Regions from separate parts of the Anas platyrhynchos genome. Here region 1 is linked to region 2. A link is a contact called in public Hi-C data. All regions are on one chromosome and are shown on one strand. Each heading gives the region's core, a stretch centred on a gene start, on an enhancer-like site or on the middle of the called end of the contact. The rest is flanking DNA. Distances are from core to core; before and after follow the strand shown. Region 1 holds the start of LOC106017337 (a long non-coding RNA gene). Region 2 has its middle 17 kb from the start of INSIG2.

The links. Hi-C and Micro-C count contacts between places; a contact is called where the count stands out from the background.
Region 1: a Hi-C map of skeletal muscle shows a contact between it and region 2, with 2.7 times the contacts expected there. The contact joins two enhancer-like sites. A contact is called at or near these places in 3 of 8 Hi-C or Micro-C datasets (liver, skeletal muscle and subcutaneous adipose tissue).

Annotation. Positions count from the first base shown.
Region 1 is chr7:8,941,117-8,946,282 of IASCAAS_PekinDuck_T2T, reverse strand. LOC106017337 (a long non-coding RNA gene) reads left to right here and starts at 4,955. Exons shown (of 3, transcript XR_001190747.5): 1 at 4,955-5,166. Within about 2 kb of position 2,277, at least 2 of the 8 cell types and tissues checked have an H3K27ac peak or open chromatin away from gene starts, as enhancers often do. A contact at or near this core is called in subcutaneous adipose tissue, where this site is marked.
Region 2 is chr7:8,896,508-8,901,899 of IASCAAS_PekinDuck_T2T, reverse strand. No RefSeq gene overlaps it. Among named protein-coding and RNA genes, the nearest start is that of INSIG2, 17 kb to the left of the region's middle. Within about 2 kb of position 3,244, at least 1 of the 8 cell types and tissues checked has an H3K27ac peak or open chromatin away from gene starts, as enhancers often do. A contact at or near this core is called in subcutaneous adipose tissue, where this site is marked.

The sequences.
Region 1 (5,166 bases), core at 1,028-3,527, 45 kb before region 2:
TTACGCAGGAGTGCTAAGCATATAATTCATGAAAAAGTCATGCTCACATAATTATCAAGTTATTTTTTAATTTATCACATAATCCTGATCCACATAATATTAATCTAATCGTTCACTTAATAAGATAGTAAAGCATTATCCTCTCCAAAGTGTAAGGATTATCATCAGAATGTCACCTGGCATAAAACTGTGCCGCATGTCTGAGGAAGTCTGTGTATAGCATATGGCAGTTATCCCAAAAGAGAAGTGATACGCCTTGCTTCCTCCCACCACTCACATCAGTGGGATGATGAATCTCCGGCCTGTGATGACTCCTAAAAATATCAACCTTGTTTCGGTGTCGATCAGGCTGCGGCAGAGACACCCAATTGGTAAACCTACTGTTTTGTGCAGGGAGGAATACTGAAGAAGGTTGAAGCAGTTGATGAGTTGGGGAAAAATCATTTTATTAAAAAATAAGTTAGAGATCAGGTCCATCAGTTTCCAAAAGGCTGGGAAGAAAAACATTACAGCTCCAAAAGCCTTAGCTGCGAATTCATAGAGGACAAAATTCAAATATAAAAAGCAAGAGAGTGCTGAGCCCAGAAGACCCAGGTTCTAGCTCAGTTGTTAAAAACCCACCTAGTAGGGTTCCATAGACAGTGAAAGTTCTTACATTCAGCTGTCTCTGAAGCCTGGAAGAAGCTGTCTCATGCAGAGAGAGTAAGCAGCCTACGCTCATTCACAGTCCCACTTAATGGCAAGACCACGTGCATACTGCAGCCAGAGAGGCACGCACTGCTTGCAACTGAGGGTCAGCTTCAGCAGAAGCTCTTCCTTTTAGCTCAGACATTTGTGATTCAGTCACACCAGCGGTCACATGCCAGAAGGGGAAGATCCCTCTTCAACAGCTCTGCAAGCTCCCACATGAGGCATGATTTCATTATTTCCTTTTCTACATGCCACAGGGCAGCATTGCCATCATGCTGTGCATCTAATGGCAGTCATGTGGCATGTCGATTTGGAAACAGCTGTGGATGCATGCTTCATATTCTCTCCTGCCTAGTCACAGGCACACAGGTAGCAGCTGCTATCGGTGCTACCTGCTATTTTTCCTTCACCAGTGATAACAGAAAGGAATCAGCTGGCTTGAGGGTGGATCTCTCTGAAGCTTTTTTGCTGCTGATTAAAGGATGGGTTATTTAATAAAGAAACCTGATGCCTCATGGATATGGCATAGTCAGTGTTACTAAACAATGAACATTAAAAATTCAATCTCCATAAATAATGTAATTGACTTAAATTCAATCTCATAAATAACGTAATTGACTTTAATCAGGTGATTTAATATATCTAAATTATATATCAATATGAAGGCTTTTCTATCTGCTTTTTGGCTTTTGAGCCCTTGGAGAGCTTCCTTTCCTCTCCTCTCCTCTGCTTCCCTCCTCTCCCCTCTCCTCTTCTCTCTTTTCTATTCTTCTCTTCTCTTTTCTTTTTCCATCAATGACAAAATGAAGAAAACCTTTCTTGTTTGTTTTTAAATTAAAACAGAGACTTTTCACTTAATCTCTTGATTCCAGGAGCTGGGCTTTAGACAAACACTGAATATTGCAGAGCCCATAACAAAAATAGGGAGAACTGGCAATGCCTTATTACACAGCCTCACATCTTTTAAGCAGGGCCACTTAGGACAAAGATTTACCTCTAAGATTTTTAGCATTTTTCTTACCAGTCAACTCATAAGCAGCAGTTTGATTGACTCCAGTGAATGTGTTAGATTTTTTAAAAAATTTATTTTTATTTTTTGTACTTCAGAACTAATGAGGTCTTTTTGTTGTAGAATTCTCCTAGCAATTTCTCTGCTGTCTCCAGCAGTTCATTTTTTTGTGAGTTTGAAAAGCTGGAGGTAATATGTTTGGAGTTATACCGTGCATCCCCAAAGCATGCCCTCTTATCAGTGACTACTCCTAGAAACAGATGGAAAGGGAATGCCTTGAAACTTCCGTGACTTTGCAACTCGGAAAAACATTCCTACAGACACAGTAACAGTTGGGCTATGTTGGAGGCTGTCCAGTCTAGTCTGGTCCAAATGGCAATTCAAAACATGGCTCATTCACAAAGCAAGCATAAAAAGCTGCCTCCAGCAAGCTCTGCTTCCCATTACTGCTGCCCTCTTACTTGGGATCCGTGCTACTTTTGCTTAGTATAAGAAATAGATGTGCAACTAGCGCTTATCTCCTAAATCAGCCTCTGTGTAGGGAATATAATCACCTCTTCCGGCTTTCTGTCTCTTGGAACTGCTCGCAGAGCTTAGTCATGCTCCTTTTGCACCATACCCCTGGCTAGTACTACTGTAACTGCAGAGACATGGTGCTGCTGTTTTTCAGACCTTTTACAAAGTAGAATCCCATCCTAAGAAGCCACACATTCCTGCAGATGGATCCAGCAGGAATTTTTTCCTTTCACTGTGGGAAGCCTGGGCCTGGTGGGAAGCTGAGCAGGCAGCACTGAGCCTTGCTGCAAGCCAGCAGTTCAGCACAGTCAGCATGGGGCAGAAGTGACCAGCTTAATTTCTTCATTTGTTAAAATTTTTGTAAAATTTGTTAAAATTTTAAATTTGTTATATTGTTCTACGGAGCTTAAGGACACTTCTGTCTTCATCTCTTCTGCCTAGGTTCTCTCCCACCTCCCTTTCTACTGCAGATTTAAAGAGAAATCTGGCAATGCATTTTCTTTTTTGTCATTCTCTTCCATAGCTGTCTATACAAAGTCTCTATTTGTATAGCAGAAAATAATCTGTATTTTTTTTTTTTTTGATTTAGAAAGTAGGCTGAAATGAGCTGCATATGCTGTATCAGAATGTCACATCAAGACTCACCTGCCTCTATTTCTGGAGCTGTATATGATGTGAGGCAGCATGCTGTAGAGCAGCGAGAGGTGGAGAAGTCAGCACAAGCAGGAGAAAAGTTGCAGCTGTTCTTAGTGAGGGTCAAGGTGTTGAGATGCTCACAGAAAACAGGTCTGTGCTGAGCTGTAAGAGAGAGAAAAAACAAGTCTGCTTTTAGTAAGAAGTGAAATGGGGTTGCAAAATAAAATGGCAAATGGACTGTCCATGCTGTGCAATGTCAGAAATGCCAGTGATAAGCCATGGATTTGCCAGCAGAGGCAAAATTTCCAACATTAGGACAGTTCTGAAGAGCTTCTGGAAGAGGGAAGGGCTGCCTGCATATATGCTGGGTGGCTGTGCCGAAGCCTGGCTGTTCACGTAGGAGAAACCAAAAAGAAGAAGAAATGAGTTGTGAAAGGGTTGGAGTCAGAACTATTATTTCAAACACTTTATGGAGAAATAACAAAGAAAGAATCTCTGTAGCCTTTGACCATGTTCAGCTCTAGACCACATTCTTTATAAAATTTTTCAATTAACTTTCATTTAAGAGGTGGAAGATGACTATTCTGTTCCATGCCTCATCCAGAGCTGTTTAAGAAAGGATGGGGACCTGAGTCTGTCCACCAGAATACTCGCTGGTGCTAGCAGGCAACCCAGCACTGGAGAACTCTCATGCAAGTCTGGTCGCCCCAAAGGTTATTGTTGCACTTGGAAACTGGTGTGCTGGTGTTCTGTTCTGATGCTTTTGCACTGAATTCCCTATCAAATTCACCAAATTTATAAGGCAAAATATTACTTTTCTAACTGCCAGCTCTGCACTTAACAGAGTATCTGAAAATCGAGCTACCTTTTTTTATGCCTTGTAGTTCATAACTTAGCTCTGATAGCAGCTGATATTCTGGGATCGGGATGGAACTGCAATTTTATTGCTAAGGCATAAGGGGAGATAGACTGTATTTTGCTTTTTCTGCAGCTGTATTGATTATCAAGCTTTATAGTAATTAAAAAAAAAAAAATCAGAAAAGCAAGGAGTTGGAGGTGTTGCCATGGGGAAAGAGTTAATACTAGAGTAGTAACCTGCTTCTGACAAGAGCATATCCCTGACACTGCAGAAGAAAACTAAGCTATTTCTAGTAAATGTAATATCATCATTTAACTTTCAAGGCCATCAGATTAACTATCTAAACACAATATTTAGGTTAATCTTCAAGAATCTCTTTAGCTTGCACAGCAGTTTTACTGACAGTCTCATGCAAAGCCTGCTGAGGTCAAAGTAAAGATTTCTGTTGCTTTGTACTGAATCAAGCCAAAGAATTGTCATTTGCTTTTACAGACTTCCTATCTCCAATTGCACCCAGCAGTGATAAAATACTTTTTTACTCTTCACATGTTTTCCATAATACAACTCTATTGTATGAAGTCACAGTCTTTGCATACAGCCCTGGTTATTTATTTATGTATTTATTTATTTTTCTGAATGCACCCAATTAGCCCTGAGGATACTTCTGTTTGTTAAATACAGCCCAAATGCCAGCATCAGGTGATAATTGGACTGGAAGGAACTACTTGACACGCTGAATGATATGCGTTGATGATCCATCTGGGCTGGTCCTCTCTGCCTAAAAAATTGGCCATGTTTCCATTGCACACAGTGAGAGATACTGGAGTTACTGGTTGCTTTTCAAGCTCTTCTACGTTCTTTTTAGTTGGAAACGATGGGATTTTCAGGATCTGTTTGAGGGCAGACAGGGCAATAGTGCTGGAAAAGGACCCTGAGGAAGGTTTCCCCTCGTGGGAGGAAGATGCAGAAGAGGAAGTGAGCAGAGGGAGCGATGCCTTTACTTAGCCTGGTGTTGCTGGAGCCTTGACAAGACGTGGCTGGGGTGAAAAGCTGCCCTGGGTGGGGTACAAGCGTGCAGAGGATGGCATCACACAGCAGTCTGTACCAGGATTGTTTTTTATTTAATATTCACTGCCCTTTTTAAGACTTCGGTGGGCACACAGCATCTCCTGGGAGGTCTGTCAGAAGACCTCCCGAGAGCGGTAGCAGTAGCCTGGTGTCTCATGGGTCATAAACCTCATGGGCAAATACTTCTTCCCTCTTGTCCTTGCAGAGCACTGGAGCCTTGGAGGCGATGTGACACCACCTCGGCCATTTCCCGGCCCTGGGACAGGTTCCCCTGTGCACCAGCAGATGGCAGCGAAGTTCAACAAATGGGTGGCAGTGACCGAGCCCCGGTGCTTTTCCTGCAGGCTTGTGTTGCTGCAGAGAGCTGAGAGCTCCGAGCATATTCACA
Region 2 (5,392 bases), core at 1,995-4,494:
CTTTTTTTTTTTTTTATAAATAATATATATATATTTTTAAATACATTAAATTGTCTTATATTAGCAGTCATATAATAATAATGAGCTGGCATATTGGTTACACAAAACACCTTTCTGAAAGTTAAAAAAAAAAAAAAAAAGGTACATTCACATCAGAAGTGATTTTATCACAGTTAGCATGCTGAACTGCTTCTGGAAAAAATTTGGAAATTTGCCCTTTTGAATCTGTAGTGGAAGTATTTGAACCAGGGGAAAATAAACTTGGTAACTTCAGTATAAGTATAGAGATTTAGATTTAAATAGTCCTTGAGAATATGAAAAAAAAAACAAAACAAAAAAACAGTGATGACAGGAGATCCCATAATGAAATACTTGTATACGGAGCAGAACATTAATAAATGTGAGCTAAATGCTAGATATTCACTGATTGTATTCACAGCACCCCTCCCTGTCTCAAAACAGACGTGGCAAGTAAAGGTTTAAAAATGTGTGATGAAAAAAACTCAGGGCAGATCTGATGGAAGGGTGGGGAGGGAGGTTCATCAGTATTTGAGGAGTCTTGGAGCAGGACTGGACTACAACTGGAAGCTGCAGAGAGCACAGAGGCAAATGGAAAAGCCCCAGGTTTGTGTTGGACGAGGCAAGCAGTGATCCAAAACCCTAAATTTGTTGTGAAAAGGCAGAATCATGGGTGTTGCCAAGTGTCTGACCAAACTGCAATGAAAGATAACTATAATTTTACAGTCAGAGCACTACGTTCATTCAGAAGCATGTTGGCAAAGCTGCTTTGCTGATGTGTTTACCTCTCCCTGCCCTGTGAGAGCACTGCCAATGGGAATGGCAAATGTAGGTCCTCCCTGCCTGCCTTCAGCCAGTGGTTGTGAATGGGAACTTGCCCGTTTCAGAGAATATTCCAGCTGCCCGGCTGCCAGGCCCTCTAGAAAGGCATCTTGTGCCTCCTTTTATAACGGGGCTGATGCACGTAGCTAGAAGGAGAGAGAGTAAACCAAGTTTTCCTCCGTAGCTCCTGTACTTCCCTCCTGCCATCTGGCTGGGATCTGCTGCGGGGACCTGTGAGCATGCCAGCCTTTTCATCTCTCCCAGCCTGTAAGGAAGGGATGTAATTTTACCAATGGCACCACTCTGGACATTTTGTGTATATTTTTTTTTTTACATTTCGGAGCAGTGTTACCAGTAAATCCTAATGGTGGTGTTAAAGGATGAACGCAACCTATGGAATTGAGGTTAAATGTGAAAAACAATACTTATAAAAGTACAGGCACAGCTGGCGGAGGGAACGTGCGTCTCGCAGGGGGAATAGCTATCTAATGCTGTTAGTTTTGATGCCAGTACTAAACGCAAAGCATAAGTAATTTTGTGGCTTAATGTTCAGTACTAAGCAGTAAATGAAAGGTCAGTCCAACATGTTAACTGTCAGGGAATAGTAAACACTGCTTTAATTGCTTCATACAATCAGCCTGGACTTTTGGTGTGTCTGGTGTCATGTTTTGAGCAGCGTGGTCCAAAGCCTCGTCCTGATTGCCTTCCCCCCAGTCAAATGACAAAGCCTCAAATTAAAGGCTAAACCAGGGTTTTTCAGGCAGCATATTGGGGGGTTGTGCTTTGAATGCTTAAAAGCCACTCCAAGGAAGAGGTACGGGGCATTTCTTGATCAGACTGGAGCCAAAATCCAGGTGTAAGGGTAGTTTTGCATTTTCTCAAGGCTTTCTTTTCTTGCTTTTCCGTTTTGAAGTGCCAAAATTTCGTAGCTCCTGCTGCGCTGTCACACTTTTTTACCCTGCCCAGCAGTACAGCACGTAGGAAACAAAATATACAGGAAAGATTATAATGGGAAAAGGCTTTTACTATGATTTCCTCCAGGTGAGTGAGTTGGGAGCTCAGTGTACAGCATGCTGTGCACGTCAGTGTCTGACTCATGACCTGCAGCATTCCCGGTATCACGTGCCCGGGATTAGTTTCTGTACTGGCAGCAGGTCTGCCTGGACTTTTGCACTTAAAAAACTCTCTGTGGAGTAGCCTTATGTAATGTGGTTATGCAGGGATATTTGAACACTTTGCCCAGTATTCTCAACTGCAAAGTTCAGGGGTATAGCCATCGGGTCTGCTTTTTATGGATTTGTTGATAGAAATACTGAAATTGTACCTTTTAAAGCAAATATGGCAAAATATTAGTTGAAAAGCAATCTGTGTTTATAAATGTTGGGGTTCACAATGAATGTGGTTCTGTTTCTTCTGATCTGATTAGTTCAATGTGTGGCTTGCACTATGTGATAAGCGTAAGTTTCACCTATATATATTTATTATTTTTTTTCAATCAAATCTCAAACAAGATTTGCTTCATCCAATTACAATGAACATGAATGAACTGAAAAAGCTGGGAGGAAAAGTGCTGCAATCTAACTTGCAGGCTAAAACTTATGCAAGGGGTAGCTCCCACACTTGGCATAATGTTGCAAGAAAGAAAAGGACAATAAATGATCATTTCAATTTTCCATGCTGCGTTTCAAAACAAGAGGGGAAGGGGAGCTTTACAGATGCATTTGTGCTGGCTTGTTCTGATCTTCAGCTGCTGTCCAAAGGCATTGCGTTGCTGGCCACGGCCACTGGGCCATGTTTTGGCTTGTCTGTTTTCCTCTAACCCATCTATGCCAGTTTTTGGCTCAGTGTCTAGAAAAGAATCCCAAACCCCAGTATGAGCCTGGCTGTGCCACCAGCCACTGCATAAGAAATGTTTTTAGGAAGGTCTAGCTGAGATTGGCACAGTCCTTTTGGGCTCTGTGAGAAACCAGTGAAGTGTCCCTGGGCGCTTCGGTTGGTAAAGACGTGTTACGAGGGAAGGCGACTACATGGTGCTCAGGGGTGCTGAAAGTCCTTGTAAGTGCATTAAGGTCATACATGTAGATTCAATTATAGGTTCTAACAAAAAGCAAAGTCACCTTGCTCTACAGACCGTCATTTCTTGTCTGGAGTGCAGAGATCTGTCGTCATTGTGCCAAGGAGAGAAGAATACGCTTTCTTTTCCTCCTCCTCTCCCTTTGCACTAATGCATAGGAGTCTGAGTTAAGGACAGTTAATCCCGTTCTTGGAATCGGGACTATTTATAGGCTGGGTTAGCACTGAAAGACTCCACTGTTTTCTTTTAAAAACAAATGCTTGTTCTGTGCTGCACGTCAAGTGCAATCACTGCTGAATGAACTGACAAGCAAAGCCAAGTTCTCAGCTGAACTGGCTGAGCTCCACCGATTTCAGTGGATATGTGGTGTTTCGTGCTAGCCGGGAATTTGGCCCACTGTGTTTGAAAGGGATGAAATTGTTTTGAGCTCCTTTCTTTAATGTGCCACAGGTCAAAAAAAAAAGTCCTGCATTGTGCAGCAAGTGCGAGCGCACAGCAGAATCTGCCTGTCCCTCTTTTCTTTCACCACTGATGAAAAGTGTCATTTTCTGTGATTTACACTGTGTGCCTTTTATATGGTATATCAGCTCTTCAGGGGGACAGACTTACAAGAATCAGATCTGGCAGATCAGATTAATAATGATGCAAATGCAAAATGTTGGCCACTGATGGGCTTGTTGTCATAAAGGCTTGCCACAATCCTGCGTGTTGTGTCCAGTATTTCACTTGTAGGAAATTCAGCTGCTGATTTGTTTTGGACCCGTGCCTGTTCTGATTAAACTGCAGAGAGTGAAATAATCCTGCTTTGTGGGGTTTCAGGCCCCTCTTACCAACCAGTTTCCTCAAACCAGCGTAACAAGCAAAAATGCAATGGGAGAAGTGGCTTAAGGAAGATAAATTGGAAGCTCCTGAAGACTGATGTTTCAAGGATGTGACTCAATGTAGTGATGTATGCACTGTAGTGATAAGTAGTGTAAGAGATGATAGAAATGTAGTATTATGTATGTAATAAATGTAGAAGTGTAGTGTAAAAAACCGTGAAGCTGGTAGAAAGAGGTATGCACGCGTTGCTGGGGAGTTTGCTCAGGCTTGCTCTGCAGGCTTTGGCTGTGGCACTGCTGCAGCAGCGAAGGGCAGTGGGAAGAAGGGGCACATGGAAAGCTGGCTCCAAGCAAATAAAAACTGCTAAGTTTAAGCAGGAGCAGCTCCACAGTCTCCTGCCTATAGCAGCATCAACACATGTGTCAGTGCAAAGGGGAAGCAGTATTGCTGTGTCCTGACTTCAACGGGCAATAAAAGCAAGGCACCAGAGAAGCTGTGCAATCAGGAAGGGACCCAGTTTCTCCCAGGAAACCCCACGCTGTTTCATCAGGGAAGTTTCAAAGCCACAGGGGACAGCATGTGCTTTCCGATGGGATTTCTTCTAAATCAGCTTTTGATGGAACACTGTCAAATTTTGGTAGTCCGTCTGTGATTTCTAAGGCTGTGGCAACTACTGAAACCCAGAGAGATGGGGTGAAGTGGATGGTGTGGCTGCTACATGTCAGAATATCAGAGATGTGAGCTGGAAAAGGGACCATGTACACATCCCCTGATGTCTCTTGCACGGCTGCTATGAGGTGCACACAGAGACTTCGCTGCAGGAGGAAACAAAGAGACAACTGACACTTGTACTGATGAATTGTTATGGGATCTGATACCCTACCTGATGCTCTCTGATGTTAAAGGGACTTAATGGGTAGGAAAAATGCTAAAAGCAGTTCTTGTCACATAAGTAGAGATAAGCAGTGCTGAGTATTTGGTGTCTGCGATGAAGATTGACGTATATTCATCACGATGGCATCACTTAGATTATTAAGGCCTATCCCTTCTGCTACCTAAAATTCTCAAGAACAATATCTTAGCACCTGTTGCACTGCTCCCTGAGATGGTTCCCAACACTGTTGTAAACACTCACATCTTACATTAGTGATTCAAACGGTAACTTCCAACAATCTTCCCGGGTGAGGAAAGTGGTTTAGGTACTAGTTTTCCCATACTACTTCAGTACCAGGCTTCTCTTCATCACAATACCACTTCCAATTAAATCTGCCAACCCTTTTTTTCTTTTGTCAATTCTGATGTAAAACACACTGACTGACACCCAGACGCACTACCTGCTTCTCAAAGCGCCTGCATTTCACTCTGCCAGCCAGCCAACATCTAACACGTACACCTCCAAACATTTACATACGTCCTTAGCTCTCGGGATGTCTTCATTGAGCCGATGAGCCCGGGGCCTGACACAAGTCGTTAGATGACGCCGGCTGCGTTGGCGGGAGGATGGCATCGTGCTGCCGGCAGAGAAGGAGCTGATGCTGAGGTCTGGCCGTGGTTGGGTCCCAAAGACTGCTGTGGGCAGGAGGAGATGGGGACAGACCCACCTGAACTTCATCCCCGCCACTTCAAAGGGCACCTCCAGAGCCTCGCTCCTAGCTG